Regions from separate parts of the Zea mays genome. Here region 2 is linked to region 1. The links are chromatin contacts, called in public Hi-C maps. All regions are on one chromosome and are shown on one strand. Each heading gives the region's core, a stretch centred on a gene start, on an enhancer-like site or on the middle of the called end of the contact. The rest is flanking DNA. Distances are from core to core; before and after follow the strand shown. Region 1 holds the start of LOC100278701. Region 2 holds the start of LOC100283094 (proteasome subunit alpha type 3).

What was found. A called contact is a pair of places that touch in the nucleus more often than the background predicts.
Region 2: a contact with region 1 is called in a Hi-C map of endosperm, with 2.5 times the contacts expected there. The contact joins the promoter of LOC100283094 here to the promoter of LOC100278701 in region 1. A contact is called at or near these places in 5 of 25 Hi-C or Micro-C datasets (bundle sheath, ear, endosperm and 2 more).

The regions. Positions count from the first base shown.
Region 1 is chr7:178,399,986-178,404,639 of Zm-B73-REFERENCE-NAM-5.0, forward strand. It overlaps LOC100278701, which reads right to left and starts at 2,223. Exons shown (of 6, transcript NM_001326429.1): 1 at 1,993-2,223; 2 at 911-961; 3 at 801-843. The coding sequence starts at 2,061. It also overlaps the pseudogene LOC103633490.
Region 2 is chr7:178,598,901-178,603,698 of Zm-B73-REFERENCE-NAM-5.0, forward strand. It overlaps LOC100283094 (proteasome subunit alpha type 3), which reads left to right and starts at 2,698. Exons shown (of 11, transcript NM_001155996.2): 1 at 2,698-2,959; 2 at 4,103-4,258; 3 at 4,365-4,404; 4 at 4,512-4,595. The coding sequence starts at 4,155.

The DNA of each region.
Region 1 (4,654 bases), core at 973-3,472:
ACATAAGTTAATAGGCAAGTTTTATAGGACGATGATTAGACCTACTATGTTCTATGGTGCAGAATGTTGGCCTATAAAAAGATGACATGTTCAGAAGATAAGTGTTACGGAAATGTGTATGTTGTGTTGGATTTATGTCCAAGAAGGGATCGAGCCTAGAACGATGATATACATGATAGCTAGGGATAGCACCAATTGAAGAAAAGTTTTTCCAACACCGGTTGAGAAAGTTTGGACATGTCCAACGGAGACCTCCAAAGACCAAAGACACCAGTGCGTAGTGGGATCCTAAGACGTGATAGCGATGGGAAGAGAGACAGAGGAAGTCCGAAGTTGACATTGGAAGAGACAGTAAAAGGAGACATGAAATAATGAAATATACCTAAAGATTTAGCCTTCAATAGGAAAAGATTTAGCATTGAATAGGAGTGTATTAAACAGCCATACATGTGCCTAAACTTTAACTTGTGGTATCTGCTGGTTTTTTAACTCTAACCTATTCCAACTTAATTGGGACTGAAAGGCTTTGTTGACTTGTTGTTATGTTGTGGATATGACATATTACAGTCAGGTGACATGCTGAAGTCCCAAGTCTAATTGATACCCCAGATCATGAATAACTTCCCCTTGGAATCAATTGAACAGGGATGAAGGGTGCATCAGCCTTTGCCTCTACAGCAATAACAATTGGGGATAGGTTTCAAAAATAAGGACACAGTTGCACATGGCAATTTTAGGTTTAGTAATGGTATTCTAATCTAAATTCCTTGAGATGAACAACAAACTATCGGCTGACATACCTCGTCCACCGGACGAGTCCTTATTATCGCCCTTAGTTGCCTCCTGCAAGCAATATCTTCATTAGCAATAGTCTAGTCAGGAAGCACCAAGATAACTAAATCAAACACACCTGAACTCGTGATCGCTGTCTGGTTCCTCTGCTGGATGTTCCAAGATCGGACTACATTTGGCACACACAAAAAAAATGGTTTGCATCAGTTCATGCTCAACAGGTCTGAAAACAGGAAATAAGTACTAACCATGTTTATTCGGTTACTTCTGCAAAGGGACATCTAATACGATTCCTTATGATTCCATATCAAACACATTGCTCTTTGTTCTGGTTCAACCCGCTTTTCTATTTAGATAAATGCGCAGCCACTGTCCCCTTCGGCCATGCCCCCATTTAATACTCTCGCAACCACAAACCTTGGACTCAAATAGAAACAGACATTCATGACATTGCAGGACTATGTGTAGGTCAATACAGAGATGACGACGACTTTGTCACGCTCTACCTGAAAGTTTGTCACTAATATTTGCCCCACTTTAAGAGGCCAACAGCAGCCTGCTCAGTATAAGACTAATATTAGCCTGCTTATTTTGAGGGGCTGGGAGCAATAGACTAAACCTGGAACCCCGTTTTAGAAGCATTCCCAGCAATTGTCGGGAAGGTCTATTAGGATATGTATCCTTCCCATTCTACAGGGCCTTTCTTCGTTAATAAAGGGAGAAAATGGGCAGTCCCCTTTACCCAAAAGAAGGGGAGAAAAACTAGTCTGTTCAGGGAACATGGATATGTTTTTCTTTCTTCGTTGTTTGTAGTACTGCATCCTTCAAAAGGAGTAACGTAAATTCCGTCAAAGGATGCTAATGTGCCATCATCTTTTTATATATCCCCCAAAGGCTACATGGGCCTCTACCGCAACCACTTCTGCAAACAAACATCAAGTTGATTTCGAAACCCGGAGCTGCACTATACCAGCAAATGTGTGTGGCAACAGGAGATCCGATCACTGGAACCGGTAGAAAGGCAGATTGTTCTATGCTACCCCGAATTCCCAATCGAGTTCTACGCTTCCAAGCCACAGATCGCGGCTCCATGGAACTTCGGGAGGTCCCCAAATCAGAGCCCGGGACTTAGCGGCACAGGCAGACGGAAAAAGGAGAGGGGTACGAGGGCTGGAGGAGGAGGAGGAGGAGGAGGTTTACGCAGCAGTAGTCTCGGGAGCGGACGACCGGGAAGAGGTCGAGCATGCGCCGGAACTCCTCCTCGTCCATGGTGGGCGCAGCCGCGCAGGCGTGACGTCTCCTCCTCCTCCTCAGTCCTCCGGTTCTCTGTAGTCAGGGAGGCTTCGCTTCGAGCTTTCGAGTCTTACCACATGGGCCGGATATGACCTGTGAGGCCAGTGGGCCCAATACATCTAAGGCCAGCGGGCCGTCAGCTTCTTGCCGGGAGATCACCAGTGCTGTTAGTAACAATGGTCGCGTTTCACTCGATGTAATGTAACTAGGGATGTATCGTGAACAATCGATTATTTAACATAAACATACAAATCAATTAAAATGTAATAGTAACTGATGTTTTATATTTAACTAATATCATACTAGATTTTAGATGAAATAGGTGAAACGTAAACTAGCAATGACAGTTAGATTTAGATGGGATGCTTGTACACAAGATATATCCGTATGTAATTAAGGGGTAAGCAGTGATTACCAAAAACACTTGGGAACAGTGATTGGATGTGTGTGTATGCGCGCGTGCGTATGTTTTTTTTTGGGTTGCAATTAGCATACGGTGTGCGTAGTGATGAGTAACTATGTTACCATGGATCATTAGATCCGCTCTCTTCTCTTTCATCAGTATATGAGACCAAGAAATTGAACAAGACTTATCTCCCGTCCCCAAAACGCGACAGAGAATACACGAGACACAAGATTTTTAGTATTAGGCCTTCAAAATCTTTCTTTTATATATATCATATGAGGAGTACAAGCTCTACATATTCGGTATGAGCCTACCAAATCTTAGGGTTGGGTTTCTTAACACTCAGATCGGTCAGAGCCTAGCTTAGAGGGGAGCATAAAACCATTGCCCGTCCGCGACCGTGCAAATTAAACAGTTGACTCTATCTCTCTGCATGCGCACCTCGTGTGGGCGCCCAGGCCCAGCCCAGCTAGCTCCCCATCTGATCTTCAACTTCACCGACCCGCTAAGCTTCAAAAATCTCCTAAAACAAGATAATATTCGCACGAGATCCATGCAGACGAGCTGATGGGATTATAGTAATCAGAATCTGCAGGTAGCCGCGATGATACTAGAGCCATGCTTGGAGGTAGTAGCAGCCTAAACGCGTACGCTACATATATAATCAATCATTCGTTAGCTGGCTCTATCGTATAGTATCGTCGTCTACACGGCCGGTATGGTGTCGACGCTGGAGCAGCTGCTCATCGCGGCTGCCTTCCTGGTGGTGGCGGCGGCGGCGTCGACAGTGCCCGTGTCTCCTGCTGCGGCAGCGACACGGCCGTACCACGGCGGCGGCTGCTACAGCCATTTCTTCGCGTTCGGCGACTCGCTCATCGACACGGGCAACTTCATCCGCTACTCCACGGCGAGACCTTCTTCCACCGCCCCACCGGCCGCTGGTCCGACGGCCGCCTCATCGTTGACTTCATTGGTACGTGTGCGATCGAACGAGGAGCGCCGATCGACCGCTAGATGTGCACGTGCCACTGCCCACTGACTGTAGTGTATGTGTTGTATCTGCTTCGCGCGTGTCCCTGCGCATGTGCAGTTGAGCGGCTGGGGTACCCGCGCTGGCCGCCGTACCTGGACGGGAAGAGCAAGGACGACTTCCGGCACGGCGCTAACTTCGCGGTGGCCAGCGGCACGGCGCTCAACCAGCTGCTGTTCAAGAAGCACGGCCTCAACGTCAACGGCATCACGCCCTACTCCCTCGGCGTGCAGATCGGCTGGTTCAAGAAGGTGCTCGCCATGCTCGCCTCCAACGAGCACGGTATGCGTGTATACGTACATATAGCCAGCAATTACCACGTACTACATACATAACTGTGGATGAATCCAGCTCTGTGGCTTCTAGAAAAAATACATTTCTCTCTAACATAGATATGCATTTTTTTCTTAAAAAACAGTCTCCTAGGAAACCTATAAATTTTAAGGTGCCGTTGCCTTATATGATGAAATTATTGTAGAGTTTCTTCCTTCAATTCTTATATATATATATATATATATATATATATATATATATATATATATATATATATATATATATATATATATATATATATATATATTACTTCATCCATTCTCTTCTAATACATATGAGACGGCCGGACACAGATATGAAGATTCAAAGTTTAAAATAGTTAATCATTAGTCTAGCTAATATATTTAAACTATTATAATTAAGGGCCGATATATTTAATTTATAATTATACGTATTATACAATTACAATAGATGTATATATATAATATAATTAGATGTTTGAACTATAACTTCGAATCTATATAATATAAATAAATGATTAAAGTATAACTTAAAAGATATGGCCGTGTGTCATGTTTAATCAAACCTTCTAAAATAGAATGAAGAACGGAGGTAGTATCATATAAATTAATTAGCTAGTATAAACATGCGCTGTCGTCATCGCTCTCCAAAGACAGTGACAGCACACATAATAATCATGCTTCTCGTTCGTAGTGCTATATATATATATATATATATATATATATATATATATATATATATATATATATATATATATATATATATATATATATATATATATATATATATATATATATTATCCTGATTAGGACATCTTACCCTGTTGTGCGCATACTATA
Region 2 (4,798 bases), core at 1,448-3,947, 200 kb after region 1:
GTTTGGCTGTGCATAGCCAAGTCTTTTCCATTTTATTTCTTCTTTCCTCGGCACTGTTTCTAGCACTTAGATAACCATGTTAGTACTCAAAAACAATTCACCAAGTCTAGAAACATACCTTGTCTTTGATTTGCACCTTTTGCTTGTTTAGCACATAAGAGTTCAAAACATTTGTGTTGGACACTTAATCACCAAAACAATTATAGAAATGGCCCAAGGGGACATTTCCCTTTCAAGTGCGAACTAGAAGGCAAAGTATTGCATGCAGGATCTCGACGAGGCGACGAGCTGACGAGTAATGAGGAGGCAAGGTGGCGATGTAGCGGGCGAGTTAGGTCACCGACTAACCAGTCAATCGATGACCTAATAAGTGAGTGAGCCACGAGTGGGCTTACACTAGGGAAGAGAATCGAATGGCTCAGGTGGAGAGTGGACTAAGCAGTGAAGCATCGAGAGAAAAATAGATTAAAACCTAGTTTTCATTAGATTTGTCCGTACTTACTATATAAAAGTTTGTTTATTTTATTGTGTACCTAAATCTAGGTATAAGGGGTTCGAAAATTGAGATGAGGCCATAGCCCACCTTGCCCACCCCTTGGATCCGCCCCTGAGCTTGGTGCATTCTCTCAAAATGAAATCTAGTGCAGTTCTGAGCGTCACACATCACCGTGATCACTAGAGACACATAATATTGTTGCACAATGCAGTCATGCAGATATAGCCCTAGACGTGTGTTGCTAATGTTTTTTGGTAATAAACTTCCAACTCATCGTGATCAGAGAGTAGCTAGCACAGCCGTCTGGAGTATTAACACTCTCCTAGCTCGAGTAGCTAGCACTAGTACTCCGTACTGGCACTTTATCAAATGCTTATTGATCAATGTAATGCCTGTAGATGTCATAATTTATCGGCACTAGTAGTTTTGTCCCGCATGTAGCGGTGTAGACAAATTCTGTCTATGTTTGATCGATCCCTTTGGATGTATTACACCTGCTTGTTGATCATTCGGGCATTCTGCTTTTGATCTTTGCCGCACTCACCTGCAACAAAGCAAGAACCAGATCAGAAGCATCAGCAGACAAGGAGGGATGGCGGTAGGATGAGCTGCTAAGGATGGACGACTAGCTAGCGTACTGGTGGGTTGAAAACCTAAAATCACTATTTTCGAATACCCGTCGGGTACCCGCGGGTAAGAAATCAAATCCATACGTGACCCGATTTTATTACGAGTCAGGTACGGGATAAGACCTGCTGGTCAAATTTTGTGTTCAAACCCATACCCGACGAGTCGGATATCCGATGAATATCCCTACTCTGAACGAATGTAGGATCATACCATGACTAAACCGAGAGGGCTAGAATGAGGGGAACTTACAACACCCCTCCCTATCAACCACTCATAATCTGATTATAAATATATTTACTCACATCGCTTGACTAGTTGCTTCTATGCTGCCACAAACTTATCTTGCATTATCGTTGATACAATGACTGTCGCAATTTTTCCATGAAATGTTTCACTAGCAAGCGTGAAATATTGAGAAGTGGAATCCAATGTATCAACATAATCTGCCTAGAAGTGGAATTCAATATATCAACATCATCTAGGGTCTTTTTTGTAAATATCTAATGGCCTTCTTAACTACTTTTTCCAGTGTTCTGTGCCTAGATTTACTTGATATTTGTCAAGCATTCCGATTGTACATTCTAGGTGTGGACAAGTACAAGTTTAAGCATACATAATGCTCCCAATAGTTGAAACATAATATTGACTTCATCTAGTTTTTCTCATACCGATTTTTGGGACATTTATAATTTGCAAACTTATCACCCTTGACTAATTTTATAATCTCATCAAACTTAAGGTACCAACGTCTAGAAGTTTATTTTAATCCATAAATAGACTTTTTAGGCGGCATCCCATATTTTTCTCTCTTATGACAAAACCTTTAGCTAGCAACTCTACATTCGTAAATGTTATCTTTACATTTGTTTTATGGAATTCTAAATCATAATGAACTACTAATGTCATGATTACCCTAGATGAATCTTTTCTTGGAAAACCTTGAGCAACTCTGTTCATGAACATTTTGATTATTAACAAAAGATGTGTCTTTTCTCAAAAAAGATTTAAGTTGACCCTAATTGAACATAACTTTTCACTTGGCATGTTTATTAATACAAACAAGATACCATCACAAAGCGCACAAAAATAATTAGATAAGTTTATGTTAAAATATTAACCTATTGCTAATCAGGTATATAACATCGGGTGTTATAATCGGTTTATGAGAGGAAGAGAAAATAATCTCATGGTTAAAGTAAATGGAAAATATGAGGTGCAAACTAATAAATCTATATCGTTATATAATCTAGCAGTTTAAACTTTGTAAAGCACGCCCAATTAAATCACTCCACACCTATAACGAGTCAACTAAATCCACCAAATAAAGTGCACTTAGATTTAACACACTATCAATTAGCAAAGCCAATTAATTGTCTGAGCTAAGTCGATACCAATGGTGACTGATTGTTCTATAGTTTTAAGATCGAGAGGTGGATAAGTATCGTGAAATGAAACTGTTCTTCACGGATTTTTTCTCAGCTGCTCACCCACACTATGACGGTGGCAAAAGAGGTTATCGAGTCGTTTCAAGTTAGACGTGGGCTTGAACTTGAGCCCACCGCACTGGCCATGTCGAGCGCGGGCCAACAAAAAAAGTGATGTTTTCTTCTCTCTTTCGATCTAGGCCCGACCCGACCCGATCCGGATCCGGACTATGGTCTGTCTATATTGAATAATCACTCTTCTCCGTTCACACCCTGTGCGCGCGGGCTCTCTTCGTCGTGCGGCAACTGCGCGACCGCCGACGCCCGACGGCAGGTGCACCAGGTCTTCGTCGACCCCTTCGCAAGGCCTCGGTTCCATCCTTCGCCGGAGGCGACCGCCCGTCAACAGGTATGCTCACCCTTTCTCTTCCGGCCCCGCTCTGCGAAACCGGGCATCTAAACCCTAACTTAATCTATTTCGCTATTTGTATTCGGATCTGATCTAGTTACGAGCGTATACAGTTTTTGTGTGTGTGTGCGCGCGCGCCAAAAAGAAGTTATTTGACGTAAGTCTACACTCCACCGATATCCCCTACCGGGACTGTCCACCCCCAGTGGCGGAGCCAGCCCTAAATCGGAGCCTGGGCACCATTATAAACTTCTAAATTTCACTTAAAGTCTCTATTCAACAGTATAATTTGAATCGACAATATAATTTGATTCAACAACAACACTTCAATTTGATTCACTAGTTGAATCAAACATTTGAATGTCCGAACACACAATAGAGAGTTACTGAGTTACAGACCTCATGTGTCCTGTCCTCCACTATTCAGTCTCGTACTCTTGTTCCTCACCTCAACAGTTGAGGCCTTCAGCCTTGAGGGTGCTGGCACAGTGGTGGCCCTGGTCGTCTGGAGAGGGCGAGCGCCATGGGCTGAGTGGATTCCAAGGGCTGAGTGGATTCCAAGGGCTGAGTGGACTGCAGAGGGCACTGACGGCTGGCAGGTGGCCGCACACATGCTGCTGCTGCTGCTGCCTGCTGGCGAGGTGAAGCATGAGGTCGCAAGCGGAGGGTGGGGGCTGTGGCGCTGCGCTGTGTGCACCTGCGCCTGCGCACTGCCGCTGGCCGCTGCTACTGGCCTGCTGCTGGCGAGCGAGGGCGGGGCTGGGGCTGGTTGCCGAGGGCGGGGCTAGGGCTGGGGCTGCGCCTGTGCGGGAGGAGGAGGGAGCCGGCTGGCGAGCAGGATGCAGCTGTCCGCTGTGGTGCACTAGGGTTTGGGCGGGATGCGAGGGCGGGCTGACGGCATGATGCTGGCGAAGGCGCTGGCGTCTCAATCTGGGCCGCTCCCACATGGGCCGCCAAAGGCCTAAGCCTGGGCATGCGCCTGGGCTGGCCGCACTGTGCCCCTGCCACACTCCGTCCCTCTTCCCTGGTGTGTTTTCAAAAAATATTTTTTGGTGTTGTGTGATGGTAAATACTCCTATATGTTTATGTACTGATGAATTTTGTGTGGATTACCTAACTGAGGTTTTGGTGTTATGCTTTCAGGACTTGATCTACTACTCACTAGCGGTGTAGAGGTGAAGATAAGAACTTGACCATGAGCAGCATAGGCACAGGTTATGATTTGTCTGTCACGACCTTCTCCCCAGATGGTCGTGTCTTCCAGGTCGAGTATGCCACCAAGGCCGTCGACAACAGCGGGTCTGCCTCCCACTTCCTATAGTGTTTTGCTTCACTTATTATTCCCTTTTCTCTGTTCTATGTAATCTTACTTGGTTATTGTTGATGTCATGGTATTTATGAACAGGACTATTGTTGGGATCAAGTGCAAAGATGGCATTGTCCTGGTAAGATTTGTCCTTCTCAATCTTTTTCTTTTGGTTCAGTGCTAAAGTTATCTGAGTTGCCCAAGTCTGGATTTGATCGGATCCTTATTTGGTGGTTGGTCCTTTAGGGTGTCGAGAAGCTGGTAACCTCAAAGATGATGCTGGAAGGATCAAACCGAAGGATCCATTCGGTGCACCGTCACTCTGGCTTGGTAATGCCTTTACAAGTGACCCAAAAATGATGTGGCTTTGATGCAAAATCATGCTGTTGATAAATAAATAGGGGAGCAGGATTAAAATTCCGCCTTGGCCTTCTAACCTGTACGGGTGAATATAGGAGGATCTTAAAAGCATGCTCTATTACCTGTATTCCTAAATAATCAATTGTTGATGTAAACTATTAAAGATGTATATA